Linked DNA regions of Mus musculus: regions 2 and 3 are each linked to region 1. A link is a contact called in public Hi-C and HiChIP or PLAC-seq data. All regions are on one chromosome and are shown on one strand. The core of a region is the stretch at or near the end of the contact, and the rest is flanking DNA. Distances in the headings are between cores, read along the strand shown. Region 1 overlaps Nrd1 (nardilysin, N-arginine dibasic convertase, NRD convertase 1). Region 2 holds the start of Kti12 (KTI12 homolog, chromatin associated). Region 3 holds the start of Rab3b (RAB3B, member RAS oncogene family).

Evidence for each region. HiChIP or PLAC-seq counts read pairs in DNA pulled down with a chosen protein or histone mark. A called contact is a pair of places that touch in the nucleus more often than the background predicts.
Region 2: a CTCF HiChIP or PLAC-seq map of the NIH/3T3 cell line shows a contact between it and region 1, with 10 read pairs. The contact joins the promoter of Kti12 here to the enhancer-like site in region 1. A contact is called at or near these places in 5 of 39 promoter capture datasets (3T3-L1-derived adipocytes, erythroid cells, liver and 2 more), 1 of 15 datasets of contacts at CTCF or cohesin (the NIH/3T3 cell line), 1 of 484 Hi-C or Micro-C datasets (pancreatic cancer cells), 13 of 115 datasets of contacts at active chromatin or transcription factors (the SCID.adh cell line, bone marrow-derived macrophages, embryonic forebrain and 4 more) and 4 of 9 other capture datasets (adipose tissue, embryonic stem cells, liver and 1 more).
Region 3: a contact with region 1 is called in a Hi-C map of the C2C12 cell line, with 3 times the contacts expected there. The contact joins the promoter of Rab3b here to the enhancer-like site in region 1. A contact is called at or near these places in 20 of 39 promoter capture datasets (the 3T3-L1 cell line, 3T3-L1-derived adipocytes, the C10 cell line and 14 more), 4 of 15 datasets of contacts at CTCF or cohesin (the NIH/3T3 cell line, embryonic stem cells, large pre-B cells and 1 more), 74 of 484 Hi-C or Micro-C datasets (B cells, the Ba/F3 cell line, the C2C12 cell line and 38 more), 10 of 115 datasets of contacts at active chromatin or transcription factors (astrocytes, embryonic basal ganglia, embryonic forebrain and 3 more) and 4 of 9 other capture datasets (adipose tissue, embryonic stem cells, liver and 1 more).

Annotation. Positions count from the first base shown.
Region 1 is chr4:109,028,628-109,031,887 of GRCm38.p6, forward strand. It overlaps Nrd1 (nardilysin, N-arginine dibasic convertase, NRD convertase 1), which reads left to right. Exons shown (of 31, transcript NM_146150.3): 7 at 124-246. Among named protein-coding and RNA genes, the nearest start is that of Mir761, 13 kb to the left of the region's middle. Within about 2 kb of position 1,819, at least 26 of the 459 cell types and tissues checked have an H3K27ac peak or open chromatin away from gene starts, as enhancers often do. A contact at or near this core is called in the C2C12 cell line, the HL-1 cell line, the NIH/3T3 cell line and 2 more, where this site is marked.
Region 2 is chr4:108,846,305-108,849,564 of GRCm38.p6, forward strand. Kti12 (KTI12 homolog, chromatin associated) reads left to right here and starts at 1,553. Exons shown (of 1, transcript NM_029571.2): 1 at 1,553-3,108. The coding sequence starts at 1,587. The coding sequence ends at 2,642. All of the region lies in intron 2 of Txndc12 (thioredoxin domain containing 12 (endoplasmic reticulum)), which reads left to right.
Region 3 is chr4:108,877,563-108,880,822 of GRCm38.p6, forward strand. It overlaps Rab3b (RAB3B, member RAS oncogene family), which reads left to right and starts at 1,508. Exons shown (of 5, transcript NM_023537.5): 1 at 1,508-1,656.

The DNA.
Region 1 (3,260 bases), core at 569-3,068:
GCTATTACTACATGTCACTTGGGTAATTTCATAGGTTTTCTAAGCTTGTAGAAAACTCATTGTTGGTGTAGAAGACCTTTAACAGTTACTTCTATAATTTTTAATGTTTTAAATTTTTTATAGGAAATGCTGAGACACTCAAGCATGAACCAAAGAAGAATAACATTGATACACATGCCAGACTGAGAGAATTCTGGATGCGCTACTACTCTGCTCATTACATGACCTTAGTTGTTCAGTCCAAAGGTAGTGTTATCTGTTACACCCCTAGAGTTACTCTGAAGTATCATTTGCCCTTGATTAACAGGTCTTGAGTAGCAAGAGTCCATTCAGATGCAGTTTATTTTTGAAATTTTGCAGCATTTTAGAAAACCTTACAGATGAAACACATAGCCTAGAAAGAAAAAAAATTTAAGAAAAAGCTAGATGACATGAATACATAAAATACATGTACATAATATTTTATTTTATTTATTACCATAAAATATACACAAATCTATAAAGTATACATTTAATCTAAACCTGGATAAACACATTGCATCATTTACAGCAGAGAGAAATGTAAACAGACGCAAATGTATTAAAGCATAACTACATGGAATGAATGGTAGTCAATTAGTACTGACATCGTTTCTTATCCTTCTCCACTGTTGTGACATCTGCATGAAGCTGCTGATCATGTCCACACGGAGAGTTAGTCTGCTCTAGTCAACTGTATTGTAGGCTTTTTTTTTTTCTTTTAAAAAGGTCTCAGTACTTGAACAGTCTTCACCGTATATAATGTGTATGAAATCTAAAGTACATGTCAATAGGTAGTTTATGTTACTGATATGGCTTTTGTGAAGATCTGGCTGTTAGTCAATTTTTGGGATAGTCAAAAATGAGATGGAAAACAATTGAGAAGGACATTTGACCTCTGGCTTCCATACATATGAACACATGCATGTACACATGCACAATCATAGAGCATGCACATATAGTCCCATAGAGATGAGGGTGTGTGTGTGTGAGGGTGTGTGTGTGAGGGTGTGTGTGTGTGTGAGGGTGTGTGTATGGGTGAGGGTGTATGTGTGTGAGGGTGTGTGTATGGGTGAGGGTGTGTGTGTGAGGGTGTGTGTGTGTGTGTGTGTGTGTGTGTGTGTGTGAGAGGGTGTGTGTGTGTGTGAGGGTGTGTGTGTGTGTGAGGGTGTGTGTGTGTGTGTGAGGGTGTGTGTATGTGAGGGTGTGTGTGTGTGTGTGTGTGAGGGTGTGTGTGTGTGAGGGTGTGTGTGTGTGAGGGTGTGTGTGTGAGGGTGTGTGTTTGTGTGTGAGGGTGTGTATTTACTGCCCCAGGGGTCAATATTCCCACATGTTGTTCAAAGATCAACTGTTCTACTTTCATAGGATGTTTGAGTCACTATGGCATATTGTTACTCTATTATCTGGCAAATTACAAACTGGAGCTAGAGAGATGACTCAGCAGAGTGCTTGCTCTGCTTGCAGTGAGCCAGACTTTGGTTCTTAGCATCCGTGATGGGTGCCTAACAACTGCCTATATTTACAACTCTAGGGGATCGCACATCTTCTTCTGGTCTCCACCAGCACCCCAACACTAATACACATACCACACAACACATACAACACACACACACACCACTATACATAAATACAAATATTTCTTAAAAATGGAAGGAAATGAATATGTTACAAAGTAATGGCAAAGTTCACAGAAACGTAGATCATCTCATACAAATCATCTCTCACAGAAATAGGTCATTTATGGACTAACTTCAAGTGCGTATGAGTATACTGGTGTACTACTCAGAGGTCATGTGTGGTTGAGACAGGGGCTCATGTAGCCTTGACCTTCTGGGATTTCAGGCATGTGCCACCACACCTAGCTCAGCTGTTGTGTTTTCTTTTCAGATGATTCATATTTGTGGTTTTATATTTATATTGCTCATAAACTTACAGGGCAAGCTGTTTGTTCATCCCTATATAAAGGTCCTATAAGATAATTAAGAGCAATCCTGTAGCAATGATAGAAGCATTCTAAATGTCAAGACTGAAGAGCATCTCTGCTCCTTCCATGTCCTGATTATCTTAGTGACTCACTGAGGAGACTCCAGTAACTTCTGTTGTCTTGGGGGTTTAACCTTTTGTAGATGTCCTAATAATCACGTGTTAAACAATTCCTTTTGACATTATAGTTTGCATGTTTCTTCTCTTCTCCTCTCACCAAATATCATTCTCCGTTCTATAAAATTTTGACCCAACCTCTTCAAAATTGAGATCAAACAAAGCTGATAACATATGAAACAGTTTTCATTTTTCAAAATTAATCCAAAAATGTGATTCTAAATTGCATTTATATTGTTGTAGCAGGCATTGCTTATTTTTAGTATAGAGGTTAATTTATAAATTGTTGCAAATTACTTCATGCATATGAAGTTTTATTCACTCTGGTGTTTGTCCCTTTGTGATCTTTTCCTGTTTGATACAGTGATTGATACTGGTGCAGATTTTTGTTTGTTTTTGAGACAGGGTCTCTTTGTATCCCTCAACTTGCTGTATAGACTTGGCCTGCCCTGAACTCAGAGAGATTCACCTACCTTAGTCTCCTAAGTCTTATTGTCAAATTCTAAAATAAACAATAGAATTGTGATGAGATCACATATAATCTAGAGTTTTTTGATTTTGAGAATTTCTCTTTTTATGCTACTTAAAAGTCAAATTTCTGGGTCTGAGGAGATGGATGGCTCAGTTCCTGAAGAGCTTGTTTCACAGGCATGAGGATCTGAGTTCAGACTCCAGCACCTATGGCACGTGCCACCCCAGCTCTGGGGAGGCAGAGAGGGCGGATCCCTCAGACTTGCTGGCTAGCCGGGCTAGCTGAGTTAGCAAGCTCCAGGTTCCAGAGGCCGTGTAGAGAATATTGAGGAGGAAGGACTAGTGAGATGGTTTGGCAGGTAAGACCAAGTATGAGTTCAGTCTACAGCATCTACATGGTGACTTCACACACAAACAAATGTAATTAAAAGTAGGTTTTTGCAGGTATTTAGGAGTAACTTTAAAAAAAAGGTATTTGGGATATAATATATGAGAGAAGAATTAAAAAGCGGAGAACGATTGAGGGAGACAGCAAATATCAACCTTTGGACCCTACTTGTACACACATCACATCACAACACATCACAACATCAAATACTTAAATAGAGCTGACAAATACTTTAGCAGATTAAGGTGCTTGCTTCTAAGTACGACTCCTTGATTTTAATCCT
Region 2 (3,260 bases), core at 303-2,802, 180 kb before region 1:
TTTGTTCTCTGTCAGTGAGTTATATACTAGCCTTAAGCTAAAATAGTGTAATGTTTCAGGGAGGGTTAGTTTGTGCACAAACACGCAGAGCATAAGGGGTGGGGGAGGGTGCAGAAGCAAGGAGCTGCCAATGTTACAAAGATTGGTTTATTTAGTCTTTACAGCCTCTGAGATTGGTACAACTATGAAATAATAACTGTTACATTTTATCGAAAAGAGAATTGAAATACTGAAAAGTGAAATTACTTCCCAGTCTTTTTTTTTTTTTAAAGATTTATTTATTATATGTAAGTACACTGTAGCTGTCTTCAGACACTCCAGAAGAGGGAGTCAGATCTCGTTACGGATGGTTGTGAGCCACCATGTGGTTGCTGGGATTTGAACTCCGGACCTTCGGAAGAGCAGTCGGGTGCTCTTACCCACTGAGCCATCTCACCAGCCCCACTTCCCAGTCTTTAAACAACCATTAAGTGGACTTTCATGTGTCTCCTGTACTGTATTAGAGACTTACTCTACTCCAGCATGTGTGTCCTATATTATATCATACTCCTGTCACACACATACTCACATTTATACTTCTGTACCTATCACACTTGTGCTTGCTGTTGTAAAACAGATCCTAAGTCTCATGACACGGGGGTCTCAACTCAAGCTTTCTGCAGGAGGATTGCCAAGTTTAATTAAAAAAAGATACCCAGCTAAATTTAAATTTCACACAAAGGAAAATTAAATATGCCCATGTAACTTATGCAACTTTTTAAAAATCTCAAAATCAGATTTAATTGGAAAATCTTCATTGTATTTGGCGACTCTATCCACGATGGAAATTTCAATTATTCTTTCAAGTTCAAAATCAAGTTCGCTCCGAGGGTATAGTGCTGAGGCATAGAGCATTCACAAGGTTCTAGCCCAGCAGCCCTCTCTACCAAACAAATAGAAACAAATTCAAGCATCAATCAAGTCTTCAAGGAGGTTTCCGGGCAGCTTTTTCACTTCTGTTCTTCACACTAAAGTACAGCTACCCATAAAAGTGTTTACTTTGCGTGGACACTTAATGCTTCCTGATACGAACCTTGATTTTTTTTTCCTTTTTTCCATATATATATTGTTTTTTTGAACCTTGATTTTCCTAGGGGAACAGTTTTTATTCATCTCTGACCCCAACCATGAAAGGATGTTGACGACTGAAATAGTTGTTATGAATAAACATTTACTAAGAGCTACTAGGTGTAAGAGAAGTCCTGAATAGAGAAACATCATTTGTAATTTGCCTTCTGTATGCTAAATGTGGTGCTAGTAATTTCGTTGAATGCCCATTAAATCCCATTTAATAAATACCCTCTTTGACGGAGGGTAATCTTATCCTGTTGAGGCCTTTAACGTTTGGTGTAAATAACTAACGCCATTCTAATCTTTGCGTCTCCTTTCTGAGAATGTTGGTCCTTGATCTGGTTGGTTAGAGTTCCGGTTTCCCATAGAAACAAAAGGTCCCGTAAGAGTGTAAGGGAACAGGAAGCTCGGTTTTCTCTTCCGGTTCCTGCCGGAAGTTGACGCCAAACATCCGCACATGGATGCCCCTGGAGATCATGCCGCTCGTCGTGGTTTGCGGGCTGCCGTCCAGCGGCAAGAGCCAGCGGACGGAGGAGCTCCGTCGGGCGCTGGCCAGCGAGGGCCGCGCGGTGTATGTGGTGGACGATGCTTCGGTGCTGGGCGCGCAGGACCCGACTGTGTACGGCGACTCCGCTGGTGAGAAGGCTCTGCGGGCTGCGCTGCGGGCTGCGGTGGAGCGGCGCCTGAGCCGGCAGGACGTGGTCATCCTGGACTCGGTGAACTACATCAAGGGCTTCCGCTACGAGCTGTACTGCCTCGCCCGGGCCGCGCGCACGCCGCTCTGCTTACTTTACTGCGTGCGGCCGAACTGGCCGAGCCGCGAGCTTCGGGAGGCTTCCGCCTCCGAGAACCGGGACCTGGCTGTCAGCGTGAGCTGGAGACCGCGGGCCGAGACCGGCGGGAAGTCTCAGGCGGCTGGCGCTGTGGAGGAACAGCGCGCCACCAGCCCCGTAGCCAACGGGGGAGTTCTGGCCGCTGTCTCAAAGGAACTGGATCCAGAGGAAATCCTGCCATCAAACCCTTCCGCTGTAATGACCCCGGGGTCCGAGAAATCTGCAGAGCCTGCGTCCTGTGCCTTTCCTCCCGAGGTTCTGGAGTCCTTAGCGCTGCGCTTTGAGTCTCCCGACTCCCGGAACCGCTGGGATCGCCCCTTGTTCACTGTGGTGGGTTTAGAAGAGCCATTGCCCCTCGCGGAGATCCGGTCTGCCTTGTTTGAGAATCGGGCTCCCCCGCCCCATCAGTCTACGCAGTCTCAGCCTCTAGCCTCTGGCAGCTTTCTGCACCAGTTGGATCAGGCCACAAGCCAGGTGTTGACCGCTGTGATGGAAGCCCAGAAGAGCGCTGTGCCCGGAGACTTCCTAAAGCTCCCTGGCACCACGGAGCCCCTCCGATTTACCCGACCCTTGACCTTAGCAGAATTGAGTCGCCTCCGTCGCCAGTTTATTTCCTACACCAAAATGCATCCCAATAACGAGAATCTGCCTCAATTGGCCAACATGTTTCTTCAGTATCTGAACCAGAGTTTGCACTAATGAGGTAGTGGGCAGCAGCTGTGGCTCGTGTCTGACTATTCTACTGTACTTTGTTTAGGAAGAATAGTCCGAAGGTCTGCAAAGCATACTGTAGTAAGATGGCCAAGTTTTGACTCGTTTTCTTAACTGCCACTGCCATACCCTGAGTGTGTAGTTAGCATAAGCTGAGGCATTGAGTGGTAGCTCCAAAAACACCAGGGGGCTTCGGTTGGAGTCTACTTAGGAATACTACACACCACTGTTGGCCTTCCATCGGGATTAAGTCAACTGTGAGTAGAAACCGAAGATAACAGTTTTGTATTCATAATGGCCTTTTCATACTCCAAGTACTTTTGAGCACAGAGCCTCTTGCTTCTGACCTGGCACTTGGAACACAGATATATATATCTTTTGTTCTGTCCCTGGGAAACTGATATTTGTGTAAGACAACCACCAGATATTTTCTCTAATAAAATCTTCTAAAATTACCTGCTGGTCTCTTGATGTAGTTTACTGTTTCCTCTGCAACTTAGTATTTTATATGTACATGTAGTATCTTTATATGAGAGGCTTGATTGCTTGGCCTATATATTGTAGCACCTTGCATGTTTATTGAATATTCTAAGGCAAACATTACTC
Region 3 (3,260 bases), core at 258-2,757, 150 kb before region 1:
AAAGCAGAGGCAAAGGGATGAGGGTCAGGAGACCCCCATATGCAACTGAAGTCACCAGAAGGATGGCGGAGCAGCAGCTAGTGAAGGGGCTGGTACCCCAGGAACTCCTCAGAGCACGAGGAACAGTGTGGAGGAGCCATAGGCTGTGATATGGCTCGCGGGCAAAGGAGAGCAAATCTTTGTATGAGGGTGGGCGTGACAATGCTGCCCACCTCCTGGTGTTATGATACATGGAGGTTAAGAAAATGAAGAGCCTTTCTGCAGAGGGCTACCATGGAAGCAGTGTCCCGGGGGAGGATAAGGTTTCGGTAAAGATAAAGAGGTAACCTGAGCATTCTAAAGATGCAGAGGGTGGAACCAGGGTTCTAGAGGGAGCACAGGGGAAGCTGAAAGTCAAATGGGCAGCGCGGACCTGACTAAAGGGGCTGATAAGCAGCTCTAGCGAACATTGTAAGGATTAGGACTCTGATGCTGAGGCAGAGAGGCTGGAAAGAAACATCTTAGACAAGTCATAACGGAACTGAGAAAAATCTGGACTTCTTATCTGACTCGTACTTCTATGACCTGGGGTGGGGATGACTATAGAAAAGAACAAAGAGGAGCTGGAGCGATGGCTCAGTGGGTAAGAGCACTGGCTGGTCTTCCAGAGGACCTGGGTTCAAATCCTAGCACTCACATGACAGCTCACAATTGTCTGTAACTCCAGTTCCAGGGATCCTACACCCTCACACAGACATCCGCGCAGGCAAAATACCAATGCACATGAAATAAAAAATCATTAAAAGGAAGAAAGAAAAGAATAATAACTCCAGACCCAAATGTCAGGCCAGTGACCTCAGGACAATGGAAGGTGAAATCCATATAAGAATTTGAAGGTGACCTACCACTCCTGGAAGATCTGGGGTCTGCTAAGGCTCAGACAAGAACATTTACCACTCCAGTTGGCAAACTCCATGCTACTGCTGGTCATGGAGAAGCAGTGAGTGTTATCTTAACAAGGTCGAAATCATTTCAAAAGGTTCCTCAGGTCACTGGTATAGAGGCTGGAAAGAAGGCAGGAATTAGAATTCTTGCATTAGTCCCATGAGTCCTGAACCAGGATACTTTATGCAGAGAAAAGGAAACCTAGAAGAAGATTGGATTTGTTCAGATGGGATTACCAGTCTCAGACGACAAGGACCATGAAGAGGTGATGAGTGGGGCAGACGGTGATAGCCAGCTTCCTAGCTCATTTTTCACTTGTGGACAGGTTGTGCTCCCTCCTTGAGAGTTTATGAGAATGGAGTAAAGCATTTGGAAAGAGCAAAACTTGACGCCATCATCATCTACATTATCACCAAAGACCTCTGAGCACCCTGTAGGTGCAAACTATAGAATGTGGGCAGATTATAAAAGTCACCCAGATATATAGGGTGTAAGGCTCCCAAGAAATTGTAGGTTCCTTACACCAGCCCAGAACGCAGGGGCGGGGCGGATCTTACATGGGTTCCGCCCAGGGGCGGGGCTTGGACCCAGCGGGAACCCAACCCATCTTCAGCCAGAGCCTCAGCCCTCCGTAGCCGAGGTGGGAACCAGACCCGCCTCGCCTGCCTCTCACCCACTATCGCCAAGTGCAACAGTCCGGCTGCACTGTCCGTGAGCCAGCTCTTATCCGAGGTAAGGGGCGCGGCCTCGACCGGGCTCCGCACTGCCTGGGAGCCGGGGACCGAGTGCAAGGCAGCCTAGGGGACTCAGAGAGGGGCTGCGAGAGGCCGCCAGGGACCCGCACCGCAGCAAAGCAGGAGTGCTGGCTCGCACTCCGCACAGGTCCGCCGGGAAGCAGCGACCATTGGGGCTGGGGGCAGATGAGCAGCTACTACAGGCAGTAAGGGGTGGCTGGGTACATCTTAGGGCAGCAGAGGGATGCTGAAAGGATGGAGGGGAGGCAGGCGAAAGGGGGCGTGAAGGCGGAGAGCTGGGTGGGCTCGAGGGGCTTTGAGACGAGCAGAAGAGCAAGGGCTGAAAGGAAGGGGCGCAGAGCAGGAACGGGTGTCTGGTGGGATTGAGAACTTCCGGGACGTGAGTGTGGTTAGCTGGGAGTGAAAGGGTGTAGAACCGAGCCCCGCTGGTACCCGCGAAGGGGTCTCAAGGGATGGAGACATAGGGTTGGGGCTTGGAGGGGATGAGCTTGGAAGAAGGGAAATGTGGGGAGCCAGCTGAGTCTACTCCGCCCCGCAGAAAGGGGCGGGAACTAGGTAGGGGAGTGGGTCTTGACCCTGCTTGTGGGCGAGGGACACCTAAGTTCTGGTCAGGATGGAGGAAATGGCGCTGGAATGGAGCAGGGTCTTGTAGCTGGAAGCAGAGAAACCTTGAGGGAACTTGGAGAGTGAAATTGCAGGGATGATGGGTGTGAGGTGAGGGTTGAGTACAACCTTGGCACTAGCCGAGTCTTGGCTCCTGACAGCATGAGGACAGCAAACACTGGACAAGACTACAATGCCAACTGGAGCCATGGGCAAGAAGAGAATAGTGAACAGAAAAATTCATCCACATGCAATTCTATCTTGGTGTCAAATGTGGAAGAGACTTTGAGAGGGCAGGATGACAACCTCTAGAAGCCAAAAGAGGTGTGGAGTGAAAGTGGATTTCTCCATCCCACCTTCCCAGAATCCACAGGAAAGCTGTAGACTGTAAACGAAATAAGTGAGTGTGTGTGTGTGTGTGCGTGCGCGCGCACGCGTGTGTGTGTGTGTGTGTGTGTGTGTGTGTGTGTTTGTGTGTGTGTGTGCGCCCTCATGCAAGCAGATAGAGCACATCCCTTCTGCATCCCCAAACAGAAGAAGAGGAGTGTGCTTGCTTCGCAGATATGAGGACCTAGATTCACATCCTCAGTGTGGAAGAGGCTGCCATCATCTCTGTGCCTGTAACTCTAGCTGTAGGGACAGAGACATGGTGAACCCCTGGAGCTTGAAATGTGACGGTCTCAAACAAACAAACAAACGAACAAATAGGCTGGGCTGGAGAGATGGCTGGAGAGATGGCTCATCATTCAGGAGCACTTGTTGCTCTTGTAGACAAGGGTTCAGTTCTCAGGAGCAGCATGTGGTTCACAACCACCCTACCTGCAGTTCTGGGGGGAATCTGACTCCCTCTTCTGACCCTTACAGGCACCAGGCACTAGTGTGGTGTGTGTACATACAGAAACGTAGGCAAGACATTCATACACATTAAAAACAACTAAGTCTAAAGGAATAAAAAAATAAGAAAGGGAGCAAAAGAGG